Regions from separate parts of the Sus scrofa genome. Here region 2 is linked to region 1. Evidence: chromatin contacts called from public HiChIP or PLAC-seq data. All regions are on one chromosome and are shown on one strand. The core of a region is the stretch at or near the end of the contact, and the rest is flanking DNA. Distances in the headings are between cores, read along the strand shown. Region 1 has its middle 6.0 kb from the start of SNX30. Region 2 overlaps LOC100516718 (Purkinje cell protein 4-like protein 1).

Evidence for each region. HiChIP or PLAC-seq counts read pairs in DNA pulled down with a chosen protein or histone mark.
Region 2: an H3K27ac HiChIP or PLAC-seq map of alveolar macrophages shows a contact between it and region 1. The contact joins two enhancer-like sites. A contact is called at or near these places in 13 of 47 Hi-C or Micro-C datasets (alveolar macrophages, embryonic fibroblasts, fetal skeletal muscle and 7 more) and 1 of 2 datasets of contacts at active chromatin or transcription factors (alveolar macrophages).

The regions. Positions count from the first base shown.
Region 1 is chr1:253,418,931-253,425,951 of Sscrofa11.1, forward strand. No RefSeq gene overlaps it. Among named protein-coding and RNA genes, the nearest start is that of SNX30, 6.0 kb to the right of the region's middle. Within about 2 kb of position 1,736, at least 15 of the 83 cell types and tissues checked have an H3K27ac peak or open chromatin away from gene starts, as enhancers often do. A contact at or near this core is called in alveolar macrophages and embryonic fibroblasts, where this site is marked.
Region 2 is chr1:253,578,930-253,585,097 of Sscrofa11.1, forward strand. The region is part of intron 2 of LOC100516718 (Purkinje cell protein 4-like protein 1); the gene reads left to right. Among named protein-coding and RNA genes, the nearest start is that of SLC46A2, 11 kb to the left of the region's middle. Within about 2 kb of position 2,087, at least 8 of the 83 cell types and tissues checked have an H3K27ac peak or open chromatin away from gene starts, as enhancers often do. A contact at or near this core is called in alveolar macrophages and embryonic fibroblasts, where this site is marked.

The DNA of each region.
Region 1 (7,021 bases), core at 486-2,985:
TTTCTAGCAGATGTTCCCTTTTTAAGGGAATAATGACATGATTTAGTTCTTTATGTCCCCTTCAGTTTTCTGATCCCCAGACTGTACTGGCCATGTACCCAAGTATCAACACTCCAGGGGGTTCTGGGCTGTGCTGGTGCTGATGGATGGAGAGAAGTCAGCAAAGCAGACCTTCATTCTGAGGCTGTACTGAAATCCAGCGGTTGAGATAAGGCTAGAACGCTACTCTCATTTAGGTGTTAAATTACTTGTATCATCAATAACCTCTGAAGATCCCCTCCTGAGTGGCTGGATGTGGCTTTTCCTAGAAGGATCGTAGTTCCGCCTTAATGTTAAGAAGCTGTTGAATGAGTGAATTTGGAAGACTTGGCAAGGTTGGGAACTTGGAGGAGCCAAGATACACCACCAGCACTAGCAACTGGGAGATGACTAAATAGCACTCTAGTATAGGACAGGGTGGTTTAAGAAGTCTCACAAACACTTGATTTTTGCTTTGGGGTTTGATTTTTGGAGAAAAAGGCATTCCTACAGATAAAACTTCTAGAAGTGTCTGTCTATGGGCCCCAGCTCCTTAAAGGCTGCTATTCCAGCCAGCAGAGAGAATCAGACGTATGACTGTGTGGTGCGGGCAGCTTCTTGAATCTCCCATTTTCTTCATGAGAGGGGGATGGTTCTGCCAGCCGCATGGCAGGAAGGCCCAAGTGGGGCACCAGGAAAACCAAGGCTCCTGCCCTGCAAATCCTGAAGTGCCCTCATAATGAACTACCATGCATAGCTGGGGCGGGAGGAAGCCCTGTCTTTAGCAAGTCATCTCACCTGGATATAAAATCTGGGTACCAAGGATAACTTTCCTACTGTGTCCTCAACACCATCTTGCTACACTGTTACATGGAAAGACCGTGTGCACCTGCCCTCACAGTCTCACTACCTCTGTACAGTGAGGACGAGTCTTCGGGCCTGTGATCGTTTATTGAAGCAGGGGAGGGGCTGGGCAGAGCAGGCCTGGCTGGAGCTACCGCAGTGGCAAGGATCTGGAAAGAGCCGGTGGAATTCAGAGGCTTTGGCAAGGCCAGGAGCTCTGCCTTAGGAAAGCAGGAACTCCCTTCCTCTTTTGTTTTAGAGCTTTTTCTGCATCTTTAAAAGAGTAGGTATTGCTCCCGTCGTGGCGCAGTGGTTAACGAATCCGACTAGGAACCATGAGGTCGAGGGTTCGGTCCCTGCCCTTGCTCAGTGGGTTGACGATCTGGCGTTGCCGTGAACAGTGGTGCAGGTTGCAGACGCGGCTTGGATCCCACGTTGCTGTGGCTCTGGTGTAGGCCGGTGGCTACAGCTCCGATTGGACCCCTAGCCTGGGAATCTCCATATGCCACGGGAGCGGCCCAAGAAATAGCAAAAAGACAAAAAAAAAAAAAAAAAAAAAAAAAAAAAAAGAGTAGGTTTTGCAAAGAGAGAGAGAGAACCATTTTTCCATCTTTTTTCCCCGTTATCACTGCCCCTAAGAGGGAACGGTGAATTAGGTTTACATTTTCCCAAACAAAAAAAATACTAAGGAATGAAATTGTGTGGGGTATCGCTGAGCTTTGCAGGGCCACAGCCGTTGTAACACCTAAGACCTGCTGGCTCCCCTCGTCCCCACCCCCAAGGACCAGTTTGCCCCCTGCCCCTTTAGAGAAGGCATGTTAATGTGAGATGGTCCTGCTGCTGTGAACCCTGCTTCCCACAAAGGGGCACTCTCTTCGCAGATTTTCTACTGCCTGCTTGCATTCCTCCGTCTTCTGAAGCCTAAGGAGGAGTTCAGTGGCACAGCACAGGGACCCCAGTTAAACTGCCTGAGACCATAGGGATGTGTGTTTTTAAGTTAAGAAGTCTGGAGTCAGGTGCAATGGCTCAGGGATGCCATTGAAGACCTGGGTGGGCTTTTGGTTTATGCGCTCAGCTGTCCTCGGGGACATGTCTCGCCCTTGGCCACCAGGTGGCTGTAGAAGCTCCAGGCAACAGGGCCTCGCAGGCAAATAGTTGCTCACACCTCTTTCTCTCTCTGGCTAATTTCCTCATTGCTTTACTTTTTGGCTCTGCCTGAGCTAGCATCCCCCAAACCCACATTGCCTCGGTAGGCGTCCGAGTGGGAGGGAACATGAGCAGTAGAACTGGTTGAACTGGAGCAAGTTACTTAACACTCCTGGGCCTCAGCTTCCTCATTTATGAAGTGAGGGTCGTAGATGAGATGCCTTTTTTTTTTTTTTTTTTTTTTTTTTCTTTTTATAGCTGCACCTGCAGTATCTGGAAGTTCCAGGCTAGGGGCCAAATTGGAGCTGCAGCTGCCAGCCTGCACCACAGCCACAATGCTAGATCCTTAATCCACTTAGCAAGGCCAGGGATTGAACCTGCATTCTCATAGACACTATGTCCAGTTTGTAACTCGCTGACCCACAACGGGAATTCCTTGTGTTTTGTTTTGTTTTAATTCAAGTATCGTTGCTTTACAATCTTGCGTTAGTTTCAGGAGTTCAGCAAAATGATTCAGTTATACATATGCATATATTCATTCTTTTTCAGATTATTTTCCCATATAGGTTATCACAGAATATTGAGTAGATTTCTCTGTGCTATACCGTAGGTCCTTGTTGGATAGCTAATTTATTTATTTGCATTTTAGGGCCAAACCCTTGGCATATGCAGGTTCCCAGGCTAGAGGTCCAATCAGAGCTACAGCCACAGCCACTGCAACGTGGGGTCCAAGCTCCATCTGTGACCTACACCACAGGTCACGGCAATGCCAGATCCTTAACCTGCTGAGCAAGGCCAGGGATGGAATCTGCAACCTCATGGTTCCCAGTCAGATTTGTTTCCACTGTGCCACGATGGGAATTCCTGGTTATCTAATTTATATGCAGCAGTGTATATATGTTAATCCCAAACTCCTAATTTATTCCCCCATCTCACTCACCTTTCCCCTTTGGTAACCCTAAGTTTGTTTTGTTTTCTTTTTTATTAGAATTCATTTATTTCCCCATTCTTTTTTGCCTCAGTGATGCAAATTCAATGTCAAATATCAGGGAAAAGTGAAAAAACATATATAGCTGCTCATAGGAGAGTGTCCAAGATTCCTGATAGTGCCTCTTTGATACATTGAACCTGAAATACAAAGTCTTCAGGTTGAGCCTCAGAATTGCCACTGTGTGGACTTAGAGTCCTCAGTCTCTCTGAGCCTTAGTTTCTTCATCAGCAAAATAGAAACCTCTTGGGATTCTGTGGGACTCAACTAAAGTAAGAGAAATGAAAATGCTTTGCGAATTACAAATCTACCACAAATAGGAGGTAAGATTAATTCTTGGATAAGAGCTCAGAATATCTGAAGTTTTTTTTTTTTTTTTTGTTTCATGGCCGAAACCACAGCATATGGAAGTCCCCAGACTAGGGGTCGAATTGGAGCTGCAGCTGCGGGCCATAAGTTTGTTTTTGAAATCTGTTTCTGTGTTATAAATAAGTTCATTTGTATCATTTTTCATTAGATTCTGCTTATAAATATCATATATTTGATTTACTTCATTTGGTATGACAATCTCTAGGTCCAGCCATGTTCTTGCAAATGGCATTATTTCATTATTTTTTATGCCTGAGTAATATTCCATTGTATAATGTACCACATCTTCTTTAGACTGGATGCCTTTTTAAATTTTTAAAAAAATTTTCTGGAGTATAGTTGACTTACAAAGTTGCATTCGTTTCAGGTATACAACAAAGTAGATGCCTTTTTTTACGTAAACTTTTAATTGAAGTATCACATAAAGGCTCACAAATCAGAAACATACTGCTTGATGAATTTTAACAAAGAACCAGCCCTCAGATTAAGAAACAGAATATCATCAGCACCCAGGAAACCCCACAAAGGCCACACTATTCTGACTTTTAGCTCTCTACATTCGTTGTGCCTGTTTGAACTTTATACAAATGGAATCAGTGGGAGACATTCTTTTGTGTACAGCTTCTTTCGCCCAGTGCGATGTTTGTGAAATCCATTCACTGTGTTGCTGCTTCATTCCCCGTGCTGTGTAACATTCCAGCATGTGACTATATTGCTGTTGATAGTCATGTGAGTTTTTTCTAGGTTTGGTTATTACAAATCTCTGCTGCTGTGGAGATTCTTTTTTTTTTTTTTTTTTTTCCTTTGTAGGGCCGCACCCATGGCATATGGAAGTTCCCTGGCTAAGGGTCAAATCGGAGCTGCAGCCGCCAGCCTACACCACAGCCACAGCAACGCCAGGTCCGAGCCACATCTGTGATCTACACTGCAGCTTGTGCCAATGCCAGATCCTTAGCCCACTGAGCAAGGTGAAGGATCAAACCTGCATCTTCCTGGACACTAGTTGGGTTCTTAACCTGCTGCTCCACAACGGGAACTCCTACTGTGGAGTTTCCTGGGTCCATCTATTGAGGAGTATATGTATGCACTTCTGTTGTGTTGCAGAACTGCTGGGTCATATGACATCTGAACACTCATCTTCTCGCTGCCTTTGAAAGATCACTCGTAGTGATGGAACCAAACACTATCAGGGGTCACACTGCCAATAAATAGTTTTCCCATCCTATCCAAAGATTTACTAATAAGACTCAATGCCAAAGCTTCTAGTACCTGTCAGTTCACTGTCTTCTCCAGTCTGACCTCTTTAATGGTTATAGCCATTACAAAGGAGTATACACACACCCACACACTCCAGAGCTGGCTTGTAGTCCTCTGTGCTGGCAGTGAACGACCCTTTGTAGGAGGCTGCAGGGCCAGCCAAAGAAGTGTGGGGGGCTGTGGAAAACATCCACTCCACTGGGAGACACTTTACAGCCAGAGCTATGAAATGAATCTGTCAGCGGCTGGTTTAGTTCATCGGAGCTCTTCTTCCAAATGTTAAGCACCTGGTAAATGCTCAATAAAAAAATAACTGTAAAAGTTTAGGGCAAAAGGACCCCGTAATAGAATTTTGCAAGGGAAATTTGCCTTTTTTTTTCTTTTTTGCCTTTTTAGGGCCACACCTGCAGCATATGGAAGCTCTCAGGCCAGGGGTCAAATTGGAGCTGCAGCTGCTGGCCTACACCACAGCTCATGGCAATGCTGGATCCTTAACCCACTGAATGAGGCCAGGGATTAAACCCGTGTCCCCATGGATACTAGTCAGGTTTGTTACCTCTGAGCCACGCCAGTAAGTAACTTTCCAGCAACCAGGATTTTTTTGTCTTTTTGCCTTTTCTAGGGCTGCTCCCGCAGCATATGGAGATCCCCAGGCTAGGAGTCTAATCAGAGCTGTAGCCGCCGGCCTACACCAGAGCCACAACAACTCGGGATCCTAGCCGTGTCTGCAACCTACACCACAGCTCACGGCAATGCCGGATCCTTAACCCACTGAGCGAGGCCAGGGATTGAACCCGCAACCTCATGGTTCCTAGTTGTTAACCACTGTGCCACGACGGGAACTCCAGGAGATTTTTCTAAAGTAAGAATTTCAACATGCTATTTACAAAAGGAGAAATGATTTGTGATTTGGAGAAATGGGCAGAGCTTTGAGAACAGTGTTAAAGCATAGTCTGTAGATCAGAATCAGCCCGAGTGTCAGCTAGGTGGTTGTTCTTTAAAATGCAGATCCCAGGCCCCACACCTGCATCTCCGCCTCTTCGGTGGGCCTAGAAATTTGCATTTTAGCCAACTCACAGGTGGTTCTTTGGGACCAACTTCAGGATTTGTGTTGCATTCCCCTCCTGCTTTTGGGCCAGGAGCTTGTGATGGAAAGATAAAATGACCCAATCATTTACCCCCAAGCCTCTTTGCTGGTTCTGGGGCAAGTTCTAATTTCTTGTTTGCGAAACTCTTCAGATCCTGGCCTCAAGCGGACCTGCTGGCTTTTGCTTTTTCGTGGGACATCATCGGCTGAATTAAACCGTGCACACAGTTGTGCCTCTGTTGGCAACAGTGCCTTCTCAGCTGCCCTGCTTGTTTGAGTCAGCCCTCTGTGACTTTCTACATGTCACTCTGAATGCTCTTTGAAAACCTCCTCTGTCCTCATTAGCCGTCCACTTCAGAAGTGTGGTGTTATTTTGAGGCAGGGCTTGGGATGCCGTATAAAATAATGCTAGGATTGTATTAAAAACCAGAAGAGGATAAGCAGCGAACACAAAAATGAATAAGGCCTGAGCACATGCTGTACCAGGGGAGGGAGAGAGAGAATGCTTCGTTGTGACTCCGCTTTGTTTCTGAGGTCTGGGTGCTCATGTCAAGCCCTGATAGACTTGCTATGAGGTTTCAGGATGCTGGCTTGGCGCATCAACTGAATTCTGGGGCCCAAGGCCCTGACTTCTGAAAGGTTCCCGCCTAAGTACCTAAGATGCCCTATGGACAGGGGTGGAGGGGGTTGGGAGGTGGGGGGAAGGCCCCAAGCTGTGTTTTTGGGTTCTGGTGGCATCTCCTCTTACCCCAAGCACATATATATCCAGGGCCCTTTCCTCTGAACGAACCCTAGAAACCCAAGCTTCCCTCCATAAATTCTAATAAACGCTACAACCTTTTACTCTGATACAGAAACTTCACGATTCCTCCTCACAGCTGTGCTGCTTTGAAAACTTTCAGTAGAAGATGGTCACCTAGTCCAGGACGCTTACTCTATTTCAGTGGCAATTTCCCACCACAAGGAACACTAAAATACAACAGGAAATGGTGAATATGAATAGGCAGTCCTGGGCTAAATTTGAATGGTGGAAACTTTATCCCAAACTGTTTTCCATAGAAGTTTACTTTCTTTAGTTTTGATGACAACCCACCGGATCATTGTGGCCAGATGCCACTGACCAGCCAGGAAACTGGAAAATAAACTGTTTCGTTACGGCCCTTTTTTTTTTTTTTGGTCTTTTTGCCATTTTCTTGGGCCCCTCCCACGGCACATGGAGGTTCCCAGGCTAGGGGTCGAATTGGAGCTGTGGCTGCCGGCCTACGCCAGAGCCACAGCAATTCCAGATCCTTAACCCACTGAGCGAGGCCAGG
Region 2 (6,168 bases), core at 837-3,336, 160 kb after region 1:
CAAATTGGTTTACCTGTTTTCCTTCTTCTCCAAGAATTTCTCATTTCAAGATACACAAGAGAGTGTTCATTGCAGCACTATATACAACATCCAGGCCATGGAAACAACCTAAATGCCCATTGACAGAGGAGTGGATCAAGAAGATGTGGTACATATACACAATGGAATACTACTAAGCCATTAAAAGGAAAGAAATAATGGCATTTGCAGCAACATGGATGGACTTAAAAATTATCATGCTAAGTGAAGTTAGCCAGATGGCGAGACACCAACATCATATGCTATCACTTACGTGTGGAATCTAAAAAATGGACATGAACTTCTTTGCGGAACAGATACTGACTCACAGACTTGAAAAACTTATGGTTTCCAAATGAGACAGGTTGAGGGGTGAGAGCATGTGCTGGGGGTTTGGGTTGGACATGCTATAAAATTGGGTTGTGATGATCATTGTACAACTATAAATGTAATAAAATTCATTGAGTAATTTTTTAAAAAGATACACAAGAGAATCTTGAAGATTCTCTCTTCAAGGCTTTAGATACTCTTATTCTAAAGCCAAATCCTCTTACCATGGTCCACCAGCCTGACATGGTCTGGTCGTTACCTCCCTTCTACCTCCATCTTCTACTGTGCTCCTTCTTGTTGTCTCTACTCCAAGTCATGTTGGCTTTCTGTTAAATTTTTTTTTGCACTTCTCCTTGCAGAGACCTTTTGGCACATGTGATTCCTTCTATCTGGAACCTGCTCAAGTCCTGTTTTTGCCTGAGTAGTAGCTCCTTATCCTTTGGGTCTCTGCTCAAATGCCATTTCCTCAGGAAAGCATTCGCTGACTTTCTGGCTGTTATTCTACCCCATGCCCATTGTAGGGTCCCTCAGCACCATGCAACTCCTCTTCCTGTCACAGTTGCAATTTTCACATTTAGTTGGGTGATAAACATGATTCATGTCTTCTGGTATCAATGAGGGCTGGGACCGTATTTTCTCTGCTGAAGCCCCAGAGCCTAACACATTGTCTGGCATGTAGAAGGCATGCGATCGAAATTTTATTAAGTAAAGACTACATTCCCATTGTAATGTACCATGGGTTTAGGCTTTTAGAGACAGAAACGTTGAATATTAGTCATTAGTTAAACTAGCCTTATAAAGACCCTGAGGCCCCCCAAATCCACAGTCAGTCAGTAAGTACCAGTCTTCTAATTCTGTGACTCAAACCTTCCACTGCATCAGTCTTCCTCCCATTCAGCAGTGGTGCTGGGTTCCAGTAAGCCAAACCCTCTAACATCTTAGCACATATTTGTAGCAGAGTAGCATGTGATTTTGGGGCTAGGTTTAACTTACTGGTACCTTTGTGGGGAGATGCTTAGCCTCATCAGCACTATACCTTGGACAGACGGTCACCACTAAATAAGATCTACAAAGGTGAATTCGGAATCCTGCTAGTCCTACAAGCCCTGATTTACTAAAAGCTTTGTGGTCAGTGGTGCTGGATATAGAGCCAAGAGCTACAGCTCATAGTCTCATCACCTTCTGGCAGCTCCTAATATACCAAGAAAACTTTTTGGCAAAGGATCCTTTGGGAATCACATTAATCTCAGCTCACCTGCCTTTGTTGGTTCTCCTTGGTCAGGATCTAGCAAGTACACACACACACACACACACACACACACACACACACACACTGTCTCAGTCAAAAGCTAACACCACCATTCCTTCCCCCTCAGGTGTTTCACCATAGGGAATCTCTAGGGGGAAACAGAGGAGCTGACAGAGACTTGAAGTTCCATAATTGAGGGAGTGGGGCTCTAAGCCACACTGTTTACCCAACACATGCTAAGCCACCTCAAAGTGGAAAAAAAAAAAAACTCCAGTATTACCAAAAAACAAATCAAAATAAAGTTTTATATTCCCACGTACTTAAGGAAGCTTTATCTCAAAAACCACTCTGCAATTTAGGAAGAAGAGGAGGCAAGGAAAAAAAAAAAACAAACCACCATTCCTATTTTAAAACTGATGTGTATGTGAGTCACCCTGACTCACTCTTTGCTGGTCTGCACCATCATGTATCAGTCAATTTTTTTCTTTGTGAAACAGAACAAGTAGGGCTTGGAGAGACATGGATGGCGTAGGCCTGGAAATACCTCTGTACCGAGTTAACTCAGGACAGGGTATTTTCTGATTTCAGAGAGTGAAAGTGTCAAACACAAATGCTGTCAAGGAAACTAGTCCAGAGAAAGGAAAGAAACAGTGGAGGGAATTTCCGACATGTAGATATTGCCAAACTTGTAGAATCACAGTAGGGCCAAGGAGAAAATAAATATATCTGCTTCCCTGTCCAGAAAGCAAGTACATGTTTTGAAGACCTAGATTTAGTCATCATAGATCGGGGTTCGAGTTTATTCCATATCACTTCCTTTTTTGGTATTTGCTCGACATTCACTTTTTACATTATGAATTTTTCCATGTTCACTTTCATTCTCTTCTTTGTTCAATTAGATACTGAGTTGTAGCGCATTTCTGATCTGCTGTGCCATTCCGAATTCCCTTTGTTCTCTCTCCCCGCTTCCCCCTCCCTCTTCCCTTCTTTCAGACTTTCAGATCTACTACCTATCTAACCTACTTGTCTATTGACTAATCATCTGTCTACCCATCAAAAATCCATCTTCCACATCACCTCCTTTAATGAGGGAGGGGAATAGTGCTATCACCTCTTGCAACCAGCTTGTATTTTGGGACTTCTCTGTTCACGGATTTCACCTTCAATCTGACCATCTGCCCAGCATTTTCCAAATGTTCCTTAACCACTCTGGTTCACCTCTGGCATCTGTTTGCTTTTGACTCAATGGAGTTATTTATATTCCCTCTACATTCAATAATATTTTGAGAAGAAGAGGTAATACATATGTCCACCTACCATCTTGAGATAAAAGTCACAGAATATTTTGACATGTCAAAGCTCTTGTATAAAAAAGATATTACAACCTAGAAGAAATGGACTTTTTTTGGTCTTTTTAGGGTCATACCTGTGGCATATGCAAGTTCTCAGGCTAGGGGTCGAATCGGAGCTGCAGCTGCTGGCTTACATCACAACCACAGCAACTTGGGATCTGAGCTGTGTCTGTGACCTACACCACAGCTCACAGCACTGCCAGATCCTTAACCCACTGAGCAAGGCCAGAGGATCAAACCCACATCCTTATGGATACTAGTCGTGCTTGTTACTGCTGAGCCACAATAGCAACTCCAAAAAAGGACAACTTTTTGGAAACAGGGTCCACCAAAACTGAATCAAAAGGAAATATATCATTTTAACAGACTGATTACTAGAAATAAAATTGAATATACATATTCAATATACCAACAAAAAGTCCAGGACCAGATGGTTTCACAGGCAAATTCTATCAAACATACCAAGAACTTATACAGATCCTTCTCAAACTCTTCCAAAAGATTGAAGGAGGAACATTCCCAAAGACATTCTATGAAGCCACTGTCACCCTAATACCAAAACCAAAGATACTACCAAAAGATTGATGAATATAGACGCAAAAATTCTCAACAAAATTTTAGCAAGCCAAGTCCAGCAACATATAAAAAAGATCATAACCATGACCACGCGGGATTCATCCCAAGTTCACAAGGATGGTTCAACATATGTAAATCAATGTCATATACCACATTAACAAATGAAAAGTCAAAACCACATGATCATCTCAATAGATGCAAAAAAGGATTTGACAAAATTTAGTATCCATTAAATAAAAACTCTTACCCAAATGGGTATAGAGGGAATATATCTTAACCTCATAAAAGCTGTTTATGACAAACCCACAGCCACTATAATACTCGACGAGAAGCTAAAAGCTTTCCCGCTAAAATGGAACAAAGACAATGATGCCTACTCTCACCATTTTTATTCAACATAGCATAGGAAGTCCTAGCCACAGTAATCAGACAAACAAAAGAAATAGAAGGTATTCAACTTGGAAGAGAAGAGGTAAAATTGACACTCTATGCAGATGACATGATACTATATAGAGAAAACCCAAGGAATCCACACAAACACTACTTAATCTGATCAACAAATTCAGCAAAGTAGCAGGATACAAGATTAACATTCAGCAATTGGTTGCATTTCTGTATACTAACAATGAGATATTAGAAAAGGGATATTTAAAAAATACCTTTTGGAGTTCCCATCGTGGCACAGTGGAAATGAATCCAACTAGGAACCATGAGGTTGCAGGTTCGACCTCTGGCCTCACTCAGTGGGTTAAGGATATGGCGTTGCCATGAGCTGTGGTGTAGGTCACAGACGCAGCTCGGATCTGGCATTGCTGTGACTGTGGTGTAGGCTGGCAGCCGGAGCAGAAGACTTGAATAGACATTTCTCCAAAGACATAGAGATGGTCAGTAGGCACATAAAAAAAATGCTCAATATCACTAATTATTAGAGAAAAGCAAACCAAAACTACAATGAGCTATCACCTCGCACCAGTCAGGATGGCCATCATTAAAAAGTCTACAAATACCAAATGCTAGCTAGAGAGGGAACAATCCTACACTGTTGGTTGGAATGTAAATTGGTAAACCATGATGGAAAGCAGTATGGTGACTCCTTAGAAAATATAGAACTACCATAAATATAGTAACCACCATAGAATTTAGCAATCCCACTCCTGGGCATATATCTGGCCAAAACTACAATTCAAAAAGATATATGCACTCCGATGTTCCTAGCAGCACTATTCACAATAGCCAAGACATGGAAACAACCTAAATGTCCATTGACAGATGAATGGATAAAGAAGATGTGGTACATATATACAATGGAATACTGTTCAGCCATAAAAAAAAAATAATGAAATAATGGCATTTGCAACAACATGAATGCAACCAGAGATTCTCATACTAAGTGAAGAGAGTCAGAAAGAAAAAGACAGATACCATATGACATCACTTAAATGCGGAATCTAAGATATGACACAAATGAACCTATTTCCAGAAAAAAAAAAAAAGCAGACTCACAGTCATGGATAACAGACTTGTGGTTGCTGAGGGAAAGAGTGGAGCCAGTGGGAAGGACCGGGTGTTTGGGGTTAAGCAGATACAAACTATTTCATTTAGAATGAATAGACAATAAAGTCCTACTTAAGAGCACAGGGGACTATATCCAATCTCCTGGGAAAGATCACGATGGAAGATAATATAAGAAGAGGAATGTATGTATATGTATGACTGGGTCTTCTTTGCTATACAGCAGAAATTGGCACAAAACTATAAATCAAATCTAATTTAGAGAAGAGAGAGATTCTCATGGTGGCAATCAAATACTTGGCCTAGGAAGTGACATCCTCAAAACTCACCGGCCAAATGGATGTCATTCAAATTCTAATTTGCTGCTAATTTGCTTCTTTAAATTGCGCTATCAGAAAGTATAAAGACAACCCACGGAATGAGAGAACGTATTTGCAAATTCTATGTTTAATAAGGGACTTGAATCTAGAATATATCAAGAACTCTTACACCTCCATGAAAGGGTAGGTGACCCAACTTTTAAAAGAGCAGAAGATATAGGAGTTCCCGTCGTGGCGCAGTGGTTAACGAATCCAACTAGGAACCATGAGGTTGCGGGTTCGGTCCCTGCCCTTGCTCAGTGGGTTAACGATCCGGCGTTGCCGTGAGCTGTTGTGTAGTTTGCAGACGCGGCTCGGATCCCGCATTGCTGTGACTCTGGCGTAGGCCGGTGGCTACAGCTCCGATTGGACCCCTAGCCTGGGAACCTCCATACGCCACGGGAGTGGCCCAAAGAAATAGCAAAAAGACAAAAAAAAAAAAAAAAAAAAAAAAAAAAAAGAAAGAAAGAATCTGGCATGGTGTAGGTTGCAGCTGTGGCTCAGATTTGATCACTGGCCCAGAAACTTCCATATGCCCTGGGGGGTGGCCAAAAAAAAAAAAAGAGAAAAAAAATAAAATAAGAGCCCAAGATATAAAGACATTTCTCTAGAGAACACATACAAATGACCATCTTCCCGTGACAAGATGCTCAACATCATTAGCCATCAGGGAAATGCAAACCCAAACCACAAAGAGATTCCACTTCACACCCTCGTGGGAGAGCTTTAATCAGAAAGCCAATGACAAACAGGGTCTGGCACACTCTTGATG